Regions from separate parts of the Sus scrofa genome. Here regions 2, 3 and 4 are each linked to region 1. A link is a contact called in public Hi-C and HiChIP or PLAC-seq data. All regions are on one chromosome and are shown on one strand. Each heading gives the region's core, a stretch centred on a gene start, on an enhancer-like site or on the middle of the called end of the contact. The rest is flanking DNA. Distances are from core to core; before and after follow the strand shown.

Evidence for each region. A called contact is a pair of places that touch in the nucleus more often than the background predicts. HiChIP or PLAC-seq counts read pairs in DNA pulled down with a chosen protein or histone mark.
Region 2: a Hi-C map of liver shows a contact between it and region 1, with 12 times the contacts expected there. The contact joins the promoter of LAMTOR2 here to the promoter of KIAA0907 in region 1. A contact is called at or near these places in 2 of 5 promoter capture datasets (fetal liver and liver), 7 of 47 Hi-C or Micro-C datasets (blood, epiblast stem cells, heart right ventricle and 3 more) and 2 of 2 datasets of contacts at active chromatin or transcription factors (alveolar macrophages and skeletal muscle).
Region 3: an H3K27ac HiChIP or PLAC-seq map of alveolar macrophages shows a contact between it and region 1. The contact joins the promoter of SSR2 here to the promoter of KIAA0907 in region 1. A contact is called at or near these places in 3 of 5 promoter capture datasets (fetal skeletal muscle, liver and skeletal muscle), 17 of 47 Hi-C or Micro-C datasets (alveolar macrophages, blood, embryonic fibroblasts and 9 more) and 2 of 2 datasets of contacts at active chromatin or transcription factors (alveolar macrophages and skeletal muscle).
Region 4: a contact with region 1 is called in a Hi-C map of liver, with 8 times the contacts expected there. The contact joins the promoter of SYT11 here to the promoter of KIAA0907 in region 1. A contact is called at or near these places in 1 of 5 promoter capture datasets (liver), 8 of 47 Hi-C or Micro-C datasets (embryonic fibroblasts, heart right ventricle, liver and 3 more) and 1 of 2 datasets of contacts at active chromatin or transcription factors (alveolar macrophages).

Annotation. Positions count from the first base shown.
Region 1 is chr4:94,096,643-94,099,747 of Sscrofa11.1, forward strand. KIAA0907 (UPF0469 protein KIAA0907 homolog) reads left to right here and starts at 1,569. Exons shown (of 15, transcript XM_001928648.6): 1 at 1,569-1,700; 2 at 2,203-2,419. The coding sequence starts at 1,663.
Region 2 is chr4:93,974,078-93,977,182 of Sscrofa11.1, forward strand. LAMTOR2 (late endosomal/lysosomal adaptor, MAPK and MTOR activator 2) reads right to left here and starts at 1,484. Exons shown (of 4, transcript NM_001243627.1): 1 at 1,209-1,484; 2 at 740-902. The coding sequence starts at 1,276. It overlaps UBQLN4 (ubiquilin-4), which reads left to right and starts at 2,309. Exons shown (of 11, transcript XM_003125701.5): 1 at 2,309-2,510. The coding sequence starts at 2,403.
Region 3 is chr4:94,009,206-94,012,310 of Sscrofa11.1, forward strand. SSR2 (translocon-associated protein subunit beta) reads left to right here and starts at 1,519. Exons shown (of 6, transcript XM_001928470.5): 1 at 1,519-1,618; 2 at 2,322-2,476. The coding sequence starts at 2,322.
Region 4 is chr4:94,161,480-94,164,584 of Sscrofa11.1, forward strand. It overlaps SYT11 (synaptotagmin-11), which reads right to left and starts at 1,612. Exons shown (of 4, transcript XM_001928804.6): 1 at 1,272-1,612. The coding sequence starts at 1,305. GON4L (GON-4-like protein) reads left to right here and starts at 408. Exons shown (of 34, transcript XM_021089699.1): 1 at 408-502.

The DNA.
Region 1 (3,105 bases), core at 319-2,818:
TTCCTGCTGGTGCAGAGGGCTAAAGGTCTGGTGTTGTCACTGCTGTGGCTCAGGTTCCATCCTTGGCCTGGGAACTTCCAAATGCTTTGGGTCAGGCCGAAACAAAGAAAAAACGAATAAATAAAAAGGAGTTCCCTAGTAACCTAATAGTTAAGGATTAGGCCCTGTCACTGCTGTGGCTAAGTTCAATCCCTGGCCCAGGAACTTCCACATGCTGCTAGTGCAACTGAAAAAAAAGAAAAAAAGAAAAAAGAAAAAGAAAAAAGAAAAAGAAAAAAGGAAATAAAGACACTAAAAAAAAAAGGCACTATAGCAGGTGTTCCCATTGTGGCTCAGTGATAATGAACCTGACTAGTACCCATGAGGATGTGGGTTCAAGCCCTGGGTTAAATGTTCCCTCACTCAGAGGGTTAAAGATTTGGTGTTGCTGTCACTGTGATGTAGGTGGGCAGCTGTAGCTCCAATTCGACACCTAACCTGGGAACTTCCATATGCTACAGGTGTGGCCCAAATAAAGCTCACACACGCACACAAAACACTATAGCAAAGGAAAAAATAGATTCATGCAATAGAAAAGAATGCAGAAATAGATGTTTATATGGGACATTTATTTATTAAATGCTGAAGGGAAAACACTATAAATGTGGCTTTAAATTTTTTTTTTAGGGCCACAGGTGTGGCACATGGAAGTTCCCAGGATAGAAGTCAAACAGGAGCTGCAGCTGCCCTACACCACAGCCACAGCAACTTAAGTCCCTGAGCAGGACCAGGGATCCAACCTGCATCCTCATGGATACTAGTCAGGTTTTTAACCTACTGAGCCACAACGGGGACGCCTAAAAATGTGAATTTTAAATGAATTTGTATTCTGTTAATCCTGTCAGTACATAAACTTGTTTGCAAGAATAGCATTGTATTTTATTGATTCTATGTAGAGACTCCTTGGAGTTCCCATTTCATAACCTAGGCTGGGTCACTTCTTTAGCCCTCACTGGAAGGGCTCTGTGACTTTCAAATACTTGCGTGTTAGCTCCACCAAGTTGAGCATTTATCTTCTCCACCTTTGTTTATTATAACCTATTCTATGTAATACCCGGCGTGGCCACCACGCCACATTCTAAGTGTCAGAAAGGCAGGACCCCCTGCTCTTAAAACAGGGACAGGCGCGCAGAAATGAAAAGAAAAAAATCTTCAAATAATTTTTGGGATGAGTCCTTTCCTTTTCCCTAAGCAGGTAACTGAAACTTGAAGTTTGCAAAAGCCGCGGGAAAGCGCTGTCCCAGGTCAGCGGCTGGGACTCTACAAGAATGTGACTGAATTTGGGGAGAAACCTGTTTAATTTTCCTTACTCATGCGTGTTGTACTCTTGGCTAGCGACTTGCCCACAAGAAAGATGGATTCTTCTTGCCCCAATTCTTCCTTAATATGAGATTTAGCAGCCATCTTTCTCAAGGGAAAGCGCAAGCAGGAAGGCCACACCCCATCTGTTTCAAATAAGGCCAGAAGCCTTGACATCAACAGGAGTCCAATCGGAATAGACTTTTATACCGGAACCGCTTTGCCTCACGACCGGAAGAGGCTGTGCGTAAGGGCGTTGGGGGCGGAAGTGACGGGAAGGAGGTAGTGGGGTAGTTGGCGGGTGGTTGATCAGAGCCGGTCGCCATGTCCGCGGGGAGCGCGACACATCCTGGAGCTGGCGGGTAAAGCTTTTCTGGCGAGGGCATCGCAGCGAGCATGAGGCCCAGGAGAGGCGGAGGGATCATGGGAAGCAGCGTCTGGGTAGAGGGGCGCTTGGGTGGGAAGTGTATGTATTTGAGGGCCGGACTTTGGGGGCGAAGGATCGTGAGCAGGCCTGGGGCCCCAGAAAAAGGCCAGCGGGGATCAGAGAAAGGAGAAAAGCAGGGACTTTGGGAATGACGAGCCAAAAGGGAAGGTGAGAACGAAGGGTTGTAGGACACCAGAATCTTTTAATAGGGATGACGGAGTAGAAAGGAAGTAGATTCAGGAAAAGGGTTGAAAGAAGTGAGGATTTGGGGAAATATTGCAGTGGTTGTCTGTTTAAGGAGAGATGGTAATTTTAGCTCTGATAGTAGATTCGAAAGTGTAAAGGGAGCCTGATAGCGGGAAAATGGGGTACTAAGGTGTAGTAAGGGGAGAAAAATAGTAAAAACTTTGTGGCCTAATATTTTCCTCTTCCTGTAGGCGCCGCAGCAAATGGGACCAACCAGCTCCAGCCCCCCTTCTCTTCCTGCCACCAGCAGCCCCAGGTGGGGAGGTTACCAGCAGTGGGGGAAGCCCTGGGGGCTCCACAGCTGCTCCCTCTGGAGCCTTGGACGCTGCTGCTGCTGTGGCTGCTAAGATCAATGCCATGCTTATGGCCAAAGGAAAGCTTAAACCAACTCAGAATGCTGCTGAGAAGGTATTTGAAGTTGAGGGGATTCTGCTGATTGCAGTTTGTAATCTTGTAATCTCACAATCATTTGTCTTAAGGAGACACTCTCGGGGGTGGGGGTACAGTAATTTAGTTTTTTTTTTTTTTTTTCTTTTTAGAGCTGCAGGAGCGGCATATGGAGGTTACCAGGCCAGGGGTCAAATCAGAGCTGCAGCTGCTATGCCACAGCCACACCAGATCTGAGCCCCCTGTCTGCAACCTACACTACAGCTCACGGCAACACCAGATTCTTAACCCACTGAGCAAGGCCAGGGATCTAACCTGCATCCTCATGGATGTTAGATTCGTTTCTGCTGAGCCAGGATGGGAACTCCTAGGAGGCAATTTTGCTTGGGCTAAGTTACATTTATGGACCAAATAACTTGTTTTGTCTGTGTTCCCTTAGTTCAGCCCTAGTTCTGTCTACATGATCATTTAAAGCAGTGATGTAATAGGTTTTTTGATACATGTGCATTTCCCCTGAAGTCAAAAGAGAAAATCAGATAAATCGTGGTGAGCTTTAAAATATCTCTAATTAAATCTATAGATTTAGGAGTACTCCTGTGGTGCAGCTGGTTAAGGATTCAGCATTGTCACTGCAGTGGCTTGGGTCACCGCTGTGGTGCAGATTAGATCCCTGGCTCAGAAACTTTCATATGCCTCAGGTGCGGCCA
Region 2 (3,105 bases), core at 234-2,733, 120 kb before region 1:
CCATGACGGGAACTCCACATACTACTTTTTAAACTTATGTATGTATGTTACAAAACATATTTATGAACTGATTTTACAAACATACATATTTTACTTATTTTAAGGCATATATGAGACATTAGGGCTGCAGTTTTTGTTTGTCCTGTTTGCTATTTTTTTCCCAGGTCCTGAGAATACTGCAAGGACCTAAAAATTTGTTAACTGAACAGATATAAAGGTGAATGAGACAGGTTCTGTTCCCAAGAAATTCAGTCTAATGGCGCTTCCTCTTTCTGGACTTTATCTCCTTTTTCTGTAAACTGAAGGAACTGGACTAGGGTCTGGACACTTTGCCATGCTTCTGAGTCTGAGAATCTCAGATGACAACACTTTGTGTCTGCATATCACTCTACAGTTTACACCTACCCTTTCATTTGATCACAACAACCCTGTGTGCGTGATGTGGTGGTGGGGATTATTTTCACACTGGAGATGTGGTAAAAAAGCTTGTGACTTACCCAAGGTTCCACAAATGGCAAGTGGCTGGCTGAGACTAGAACCCAGCCAGACCTCGGGTCCAATACTCCTTCCTCATCACCACTTGATACATAGGGTCCTGCCTATTATAAATGCTGCTGCAGACCAACTCTTAGTAATCTTCCAGAAATCCTGTCCCTGGGCCCCAACCATCCAGGATGGGGTCCAGGGTGCCCCTTGGGGGTCCCCTTAGGGACAGAGGAAATGGCTCCCCTCTCCATACCATGCAGTCCATGAGGATGAATTTGAGATTGTCTTCGTTAAATGCTTGGTTCCCGTTCCGGTCGTAGGCCGCCCAGATGTTACTGGCGATGGCTGCAGTGACTCGGGCGTCCGTATCCCCGTAACCAGAGTAGGCCAACAGAGATCCCTCGTTATTCAGCAGCCTGGAAAAGCATCAGAACGGATATCAACGTGCTCAGGATGGGGAGTAAAATACCTGACTTTCCATCCCAACTCGCCCACCGGCGCTCCTAGAAAGCAAGGGTCTGGGTTGAGTGTGTCCTAGAACATGCCCCAAACACCCAGCACGTCAGTTTCTCTTTCAAGAGTGGCCCTCTCGCCGGTTCACCCAAAGGCTGCCCCCTCTGCCACCTCCTCCCTTCCCAGAGAGCCTTCCCCACCCCTCCCTCGGAGAGCCGCGCGCAGCCCCACTCCAGTGCTCGCCGCTCGGCCTCTCGGTCCGCACTCACAGGGTGCTCTGGACACCTCCAGTGTTAGCTTGGCTTAGCACCTGGGTCAAAGCCTTGGGACGCAGCATGCCTGTGGCTCCTAACCCTGGGCTTTCACAACCTGATCCCGGAGTTTCCTATAACTGGCCTCCGCCTGCCGCTTCCCGTAGTCCAGCTGCCCGGCTCCAGAACTCCTGGGAGTTGTAGTTTCCTGGCCTGACTGTGCGGTTCTGACTCAACCCCGCCTCACCGCGGGGGGCGCTGGGAATTGTAGTTCCTCGAAGCTTCGCGAGGCACCCTGGGAACTACAGTTCGCCTTTCCAGTGAGACCACGCGGTTATGGGGGAAAAGAGCGGGAGTAAAAGGATAGTGGCAGTACTGGAAGGACATTTAACCCTCTCGGGCAGAGGAGTCATATCTGCTTGACAATCCACGATTCAGTAATTAAAAGAAAACAAAATTCCTATACTTGTCAGGCATACCTTGGGTTACTTCTCAAAGCAATTTTCTACATTATGCATAATTCTGTGAGATGAGGAGATAGATGCTATTGAGGAAATAGGCTCAGAAAGGCCATGCAGGCAAAAATCCAGGTCTCTGGAACTGTACTGAATAGACTTCTTGGAGGCCGCTACCCTCAGGGGAATTAAGTCAATCCTACAGAAGAGGTTTTAGGTAGATATCCAGAAGTGGAAAATTCAGCCTCCAAGTCGGGAGAAGCCTCAGGCCTGGAAAGGATTTGGGCTTTCCAAGAAAGACCAGTTATCATAGGGAACGGAGATAAAGCGGCGACACAGAAAGTCCTTTGTCCCGGAGAAAGAGTTAGTCGCGGAGGGGGCGGGTAGCTTTGGGCCCGGGGGCGGGGGGTTGGCACCTCAGCGCGACTCGGACCGGCTACCACGGGCGGTGGTCTCTCCCGGAGAGTTTGCTTCCCGCCCCTGTCCGGAGCAGCCCCTTTGGGGGCCGCCGCCCAGCAAGGCCCTGCCCAGGCTGCAGACCCCGGGCTCGGCCCTGGGCGGACCCCGCTGCAGTGGCCCCCCCGGTCCGCCCGGGGCGCTGTGGCTGCGGCTGGTCCGGAGGGGGCGGTGAAGCCTTGGGGAGGGGAGGGGAGAGGGGAGTGTTGGAGGCGCCGGAGCCGAGCACCGCCGGGCGGGCGGGGAGGAGGAGGAGCCGGGGCGGGCTGGCGGGCGGCCGGGTGGCGGCGGCGGCGGCGGCATGGCGGAGCCGAGCGGGGCCGAGACGAGGCCCCCGATTCGGGTCACCGTCAAGACCCCTAAGGACAAGGAGGAAATTGTGATCTGCGATCGAGCCTCGGTCAAGGAGGTAGTACGGGTGGTGGGGATTGGGGGGGTGCGGAGGAGTGGTCTGTGAAGAGGGGGGTGTCTCTGAGACCGTCGGGCGTATGGGAGGGCCGGGGAGAGGAGGGCGGGGGCCCAGCAGGCACTCGGGGAAGCGGGAGGGAAGAGGCGGCGGGTAGGGGGCGTCCTGCGAGGTCGATCCGGGGTAGCGTGGCGCGTGTTTGGGAAGGGAGGCCGGGGTTTGCCTTGTGGCCTGGTCTGGGGGCGTGGTGGAGTTGGAAGAGGACACCTTGCACAGGCAAGGGGGAAGGACCCTGTGTTGGAGAGGAGTGTTTGCGCCGCTTACTAGCGGGGGTTCGAGGCGCTGAGGCAGGGTGGGAGCCGGGCAAGGTGCGGAGGCCGGATAGTGGGCGCGGGGCGCAGGCGAGGAAAGCTCCAGGCTTCTACTGTGCGTCTCAGAGAACGCCCAGCATTCTGACGCCCGGCCGGTGCGGGGGGAGGATTTCCCTCTGCCGGGATCTTTGCTACTCTTTCAAATCAAGGTAGTTGCGTTTGGTTCTCAGCCCCTCTGGGATTTACACAAGGTGCAGTAGGTGCTCAAGAAAAATGTGGTGAATGAC
Region 3 (3,105 bases), core at 269-2,768, 87 kb before region 1:
TTCTGGGTACCTGCCTAGCCACCAGCCTGAAAGCAGCTTGCCACTTCCTTCTCGGCCTGGTCACATACTCTCTTGGTGGCCCTCTTGTTGCAGATCCCAAAAGAGAGGTCAGTGGGCAGCTTGGGTTCTGCCTTAAAAACCACAAAACAGGACATGAAACCAGTGACACTGCCCTGGGGGCACAGAGTGCACCCTAGGTAGCCTTACCATTTCTGCATGCCTCTGGTCCTGGCACGCAGTTCCATGTTCATCTAACAAAGTTCTACTTCAGGAGTTCCCGTCGTGGCGCAGTGGTTAACGAATCCGACTAGGAACCATGAGGTTGCGGGTTCGGTCCCTGCCCTTGCTCAGTGGGTTAACGATCTGGCGTTGCCGTGAGCTGTGGTGTAGGTTGCAGACGCGGCTCGGATCCTGCGTTGCTGTGGCTCTGGCGTAGGCCGGTGGCTACAGCTCCGATTCAACCCCTAGCGTGGGAATCTCCATATGCCCCGGGAGTGGCCCAAAGAAATAGCAACAACAACAACAACAACAACAACAAAAAAAAGACAAAAAAAAAAAAAAAAAAGTTCTACTTCAATCTCTTGGTGGGGTTCCCTTGAAGATGGCAGGAAGAAGTTGTATTTTTTTGGAAGTCTTTCAATGGAAATATTTTCCTTAGCAATTGACTCTCAAATCTCTCCTCTAGTCAGAATAGATTCCAATAAGGAGACTGTAAATAGAGATGATGAAAATTCATCCAATCAGCAGGTGTTTCTTGAGCACCTCCTGTGCGTTCAGCATCACTGTAGGATCTCTGAATAAGTGTACACTAGAGAAATAGCACCTAATCATGAAGGTAGATTTTCCAGATCAGAAACAATCAGAAAAAAACCAAAAACCAAGCCGGAGTTCCCGTTGTGGCTCAGCGGTAATGAACTCGACTAGTGTCCATGAGGACTAGGGTTCAATCCTTGGCCTCACTCAGTGGGCTCAGTGGGTTAAGCTTCCACTGAGCTGTGATGCAGACAGCAGAGGCGGCTAGCCCGGGAACATCCATATGCCTCAGGAGAGGCCCTAAAAAAAAAAAAAAAAAATTAAAGAAAGGATCTACTTTTTTGGAACCTCAAAGGGCTTCTAAGGAAAGTTCAGGGCTTTCTAGGGTAGCTAGCTGGATATAGAAGATGAGTAAATTTTTCGCCTAGAAATACAGAGAATGGTGGTAGCCCGGAGAGCAACAGTTTTTCTCTAATTCCTAGCTCGATAGTACACTCGACATTGTAGACAGAAGATCCTAATCTCTACGTTTGCCAGTCCCACAAAGCACTTAATCAGGTGCTGGTCATCTACGGTACTGGAAAGCCAGCTTGAAAAGCCACTCTAGACGGCAGAATAATAAAAGCGTGAAAGAAAAGAAAGAAAAGCGTGAAGGAGCACAGACAAATCGATCACAGAGGCTGCAGCATCCCGGAGGCAGGCGCGCTCTACAAAGGAAAGGTGGGGCTTGTCTGAGAACTACAACTCCCAGAAGGCATCCAGCAGAGTACCAACGTTTCCGGCCAGAGCTCATTTCCGGTCTTTCGGGTGCTGACGCTCTCTTCCGGCCTTCGTGGCCCCCTGAAGGGTTTGTGGGGTGCGCACGGTGAGTCCTTTGATTCTGGGGGTGCCAAAGTTCGTGTCCACACAACACTCAGCGGCTGAGGGTTAGCTTTGGCAGGGCGGGGAGGGAATAGAGCACGCTGGCTGGAGGACGTGTAATCTTGGCAAGAGACGGAGGGGGGGCAGAACAGACTAAGCCCTCAGAGGGCCCCAGAAAGGGATGTGGAAGACGAGGACGAATGCGGTCCCGCGGGAAAAATGGACAGTAGGATACAGGGGCGTGAGGGAGGACCCCGCTAGCGCGCATTGGGATACCTGGGGTGCTGGTGGAGGAATAGCAGCCGGGGAAAGGCAACAGTCGTGAGGGATTCCTGTGTGAAGGAAAGCTAGAGGCTGCTACAGTTCCGAGATGGGCCGAAATGCGGCAGGCCAAGGAAACCTCTATTCTGGCCACATGGAGCTCTCTCAGAAGACCCCAGTAATTGGGGAGCACCCAGGACCCCTCGCAGTAATAGGTAGCAGATATGCCCTGGAGGTCTACAGATTTTCGAGGGCTGCAGGGTGGATTTGGTGGGAAGCTTGCGAATGGGACAGCTTTGGTAGCGTATACTCTGCTCTGTGAAAGTGGCCGCTGCTTTGATGAGCTCAAAAGATCTTTTGACGGACTTTGTAAGAAAGGACTGTCAGAAAGATTTTGGTGGTTTTACATGCTTGGATTGACTGCTCACTTGCTTTTTCCTCCAAAGATGAGGCTGCTGGCATTCGTGGTGTTGACTCTCTTTGCTGTCACTCAAGCAGAAGAAGGAGCCAGGCTTTTGGCCTCCAAATCACTGCTGAACAGATATGCTGTGGAGGGGCGAGACTTGACCTTACAGTACAACATCTACAATGTTGGCTCAAGGTAAGGAGGCCCTGAAGCTATAGGTTGGGCCCTTTTAAGCTTCTCAGGTATCTTGACTGGGAACAGGGATCAGTAATGATTTATCTTTGGGAGGACTCCAGCAACAGGTATAGTGTGTAAATGAATTCACTGCTGGATGACTTTTGGAGGAGGATATTCTTACCTAAGCTACAGGAAACCATCCTCCAATTTTGTGAGTTGCTAGAGTCTCATAGTGGAGAAGAAGAAAGAATTGTGTGAAATAGGGAGAGAAGGATGAAAAGGCAGAAAAGAGGAGTTCCCCATGTGGCTCAGCAGAAACGAATCTGACTAGGATCCATGAGGATGCAAGTTCAATCCCTGGCCTCGATCAGTGGGTTAAGGGATCTGGCGTTGCTGTGAGCTCAGGTTTAGGTTGCAGACTCAGCTCAGAGCCCTCATTCCTGTGGCTGTGGTGTGGGTGGTAGCTGTAGTTCCAATTCGACCCCTAGCCTGGGAACTTCTACATGCCGTGGGTGCAGCCCTAAAAAAGCAAAAAAAAAAAAAAAAAAAAAAAAAGAAAGAAAGAAAAAAAGGCAAAAAACACATGATCCTTTGTTACCTCAAAGGTTTCTTTCAGCTCCCTTCCTTCCTTTTTTTTTTTGATCTCT
Region 4 (3,105 bases), core at 362-2,861, 65 kb after region 1:
GTAGGAAAAGCCATTTCCTAGTTGGATCGAGGCCCCACCCTAAACACTGGAGTCTGGAGGCTCAAACCTTCTGGATTGTCTGAGGGATAGACTCTCTTAAGGGAAATGACAGCACCCTTCGCTGACAGCAACTCTCACTGGCTTCTCCCGTCCAAACTGGGGTAGGACTGAGGGCGAAGCAGGGCAATTCTTTTTTTATTTTTGGTCCAGGAAAGCATAGCACAGGAAGTTTGCTACCCTAGCACATTTTGGAGGAATCTCCCAAGAGGAAAAACTTTGCTTCTTCTCGAGCTTCTCTTTCCCATCTGCTTCCCTATTTTCCACCCCACTCGCTGCTCCAGGGAGCGTAACTGATCTCCGAGCCCGTAGGGCTGGGTCGGGGACCAGCGGCTCCGAGATGACGTAATGCTTTCTCTGGTACACAAAGCGGCCTCCCCAGGGCTCAGCCTTTTTCGCCCCTCCCCCTCCGGCCTGGATCAGGCCCCCGCCAGCACCAGAGCGGGTGAGTCCCCCTTTTTGAAAAACCAGTCTAGGGAAACAGGGAACAAAGGCCCGGGAAGAAGAGCCTAGGCGCTGCCAGGAGGCCCAGAAATAGACATCACGTCATCCCCTAGCCCAGCAGCGCCAAGCGCCATTTGGTAGCATAGGAGGACCCCACCATTACGATGCAGAATAGAAATTGCAGGGCTCACGTTTTCTCCTAGCCCCAGCATCCAGCTGACCGGCTTAAGGAGTGGCTTGCTTTTGGCTCTCCACCCCCGCACCCTTCTCTCCCCAGAGGCCGCCACCTCCCCTGGCTCCCAGCCACACAGCCCACAGTCTCCAAGCTGCCATCTTGATGCCCCATCCCCTTGCCACCTCCCTCCCCCGCAGCCCTGAAGGAGTGGGAGGAGGAGGAAGGGGCACCGCCCTGCGTGCCCCAAGGGGGAGGGCTCGGCCTACCCCACCTCTCCTCCCCCAGAAGGAGGGGTTCACATCCTCCGCAAGCTCTCTGTTTCTCACCTCCAGCAGTGCTGACAGTGCACCATACAAGGTTTTAGCATCCCGAACCTCCCCAACCTCGGTGTGGCTCTGGCCTTCCCAGCCCCTGCAGCCCATAGCTCAAGTTCAGGTCTGCCCACTGCCTACTACGCATCACCACAGGCCCGATTTTAGAGCGGATAGCACCTGAAGGTCCTGGTCTTGGTTTCACTCTCTGCCCAGCCCCTGGGCTCCCTTGGTTTTGCAACGGTTTCGCCTACCCCAAGCTTAGTTTGCCAGATTCTACTTACCAAAGCTAGGTCGGATATTGGTGATCTCAGCCATGTCGTAATCGGAGGCTATTGCTATTAACGCGTTTGCACTGGTCAGGCAACTCTGGGAACCTCCGGTCAGTACCTAGGCCGCCGCTGCAGAGCGCTAGGTCAGGGGAGGGGGAAGGTATCTGGCGGACGCCTCCTGCGACGGTCTGGTCCCTGGTTGCCAGCTGCGGTCGCCTCTTAAGATGCTCCAGGGATGCTCTGAGCTAAGGATGCAGGTGCAGCCAGACTGGTCCTGATGCGAGGTAGGCCCCGCCTTCTTCCGAACGACCCTCGGCAGAAGGCTCCGCCTCTGTCCGAAAAGTTCCGGAAGGCAAGACCCGCCCCTTTCCGGAAGACCTCTGGGAGGGGCCCTCTCCCTTCGCCAAGATTTCCAGAGAATGAGACCCCGCCCACTAATGGGTTGTGGGTCTGTAAGGCGAAAACTCTGCGGCCTAAGAAGTGTAGGTAGGTATTTTATCATATGAGAGCCTATAGATCTTGTGATTCCGGTTCCCTGGGCTTAATATAGTAACTGAATATTCTGGCCGAGGGGGACCCAGGATTTTGGAAAAACAAAATTCTATCTTGCCTACATTCAGTATCAATTGCAATTATTATAAGTTTATGAGACCACTAAAGAATATTTTGAAACCTTTCTTAAACTTCAGAAACTCTGATTAAAGACCAAACGTGGTGATGGTTGCAGAGTTCTGAAAATTTAGTGAAAATAATTTAATTGTATAAGTAAAACGGCTGGGTTTTGTGGTGTGTAGATTGAAACTGTTTTAAAAAAGGACTAATGAAGAGTGCCAAAGTTAATCAGTGTTGGATATTTCTCTTGTAAAAGCTTCAAGTGCTTAGGGCTGCTTAGAGAAGTTTGAGAGAGAGAGTGAGGGAGGGATGGAGGAAGAGAGAAAGAGAAGTATGGAGAGAGGCAGTGAAAACCAACAGATCCGTGTATTCTGTAGATCCAAAAGCAGGACACAAATGAAACTCCAAGCTTCTAGAGACTTCCTTGGCATTCGGAAGGTTTAGGGTGATTCAGGTTACCGTCAGACTACTGCAGGTTATCTCCATGATTACATCAATTTCGTCATTCATTTTGGTTGTGGTTACTTTCATCCTATCCGATTCTGTTTACAGACAGGATCAGGTCAGGTAGATTATTTAAATGCATAAATATTTGGTGGTGGTTCACCTGTAAAGTGAGAGAGTTGAATGTATTTTTCCAGCTTTGACATTTTGTCCTTCTTGAAAAGAGGAAAAGAACATGGTTCTAGGAGTCATTCATTCATTCAAAACACATGTATTGAATTTATTGAACATTGACTATGTCCCAGGCACCATCCTGGACACCGGATTAATGCATTAGAAGCTAGAGTGAGGCTACTGGATTCCCTCTCACAGCTAGTTATCTTTGTGAAATCATCTACCCAGTTGAGCCAAAAATTTGTCCTGCGGAAATTGGAAGGTATAATATCCACTGTGCCACAGGATTTATTGTGAAGATCAAATCACCTTTGATAACGTAAGTGAAAGCATTCTGTTAAATGCGGAGTGTTTTATAGATATGAATAATTATAATTTATAATTATGGATTGAGTCCAAGTCTGCCTTAGCTTTATTCAGGAAACTGCAGTTTGTAACCTAGGGATTCCTCTTTCTGAAATTTTATGAATTCCCCGTTTCCCTGGTCCCATATTCCAGGTGTCTCGTGGCGAGAAGGATTAGTTGTCAAATTAAATCGCTGAACCTTAATCCAGTTTTGTTTTGAGTAGGGGAGCTCCCTGGACAGAGAAAGCGAGGTATTGCCTTTAAATATTTT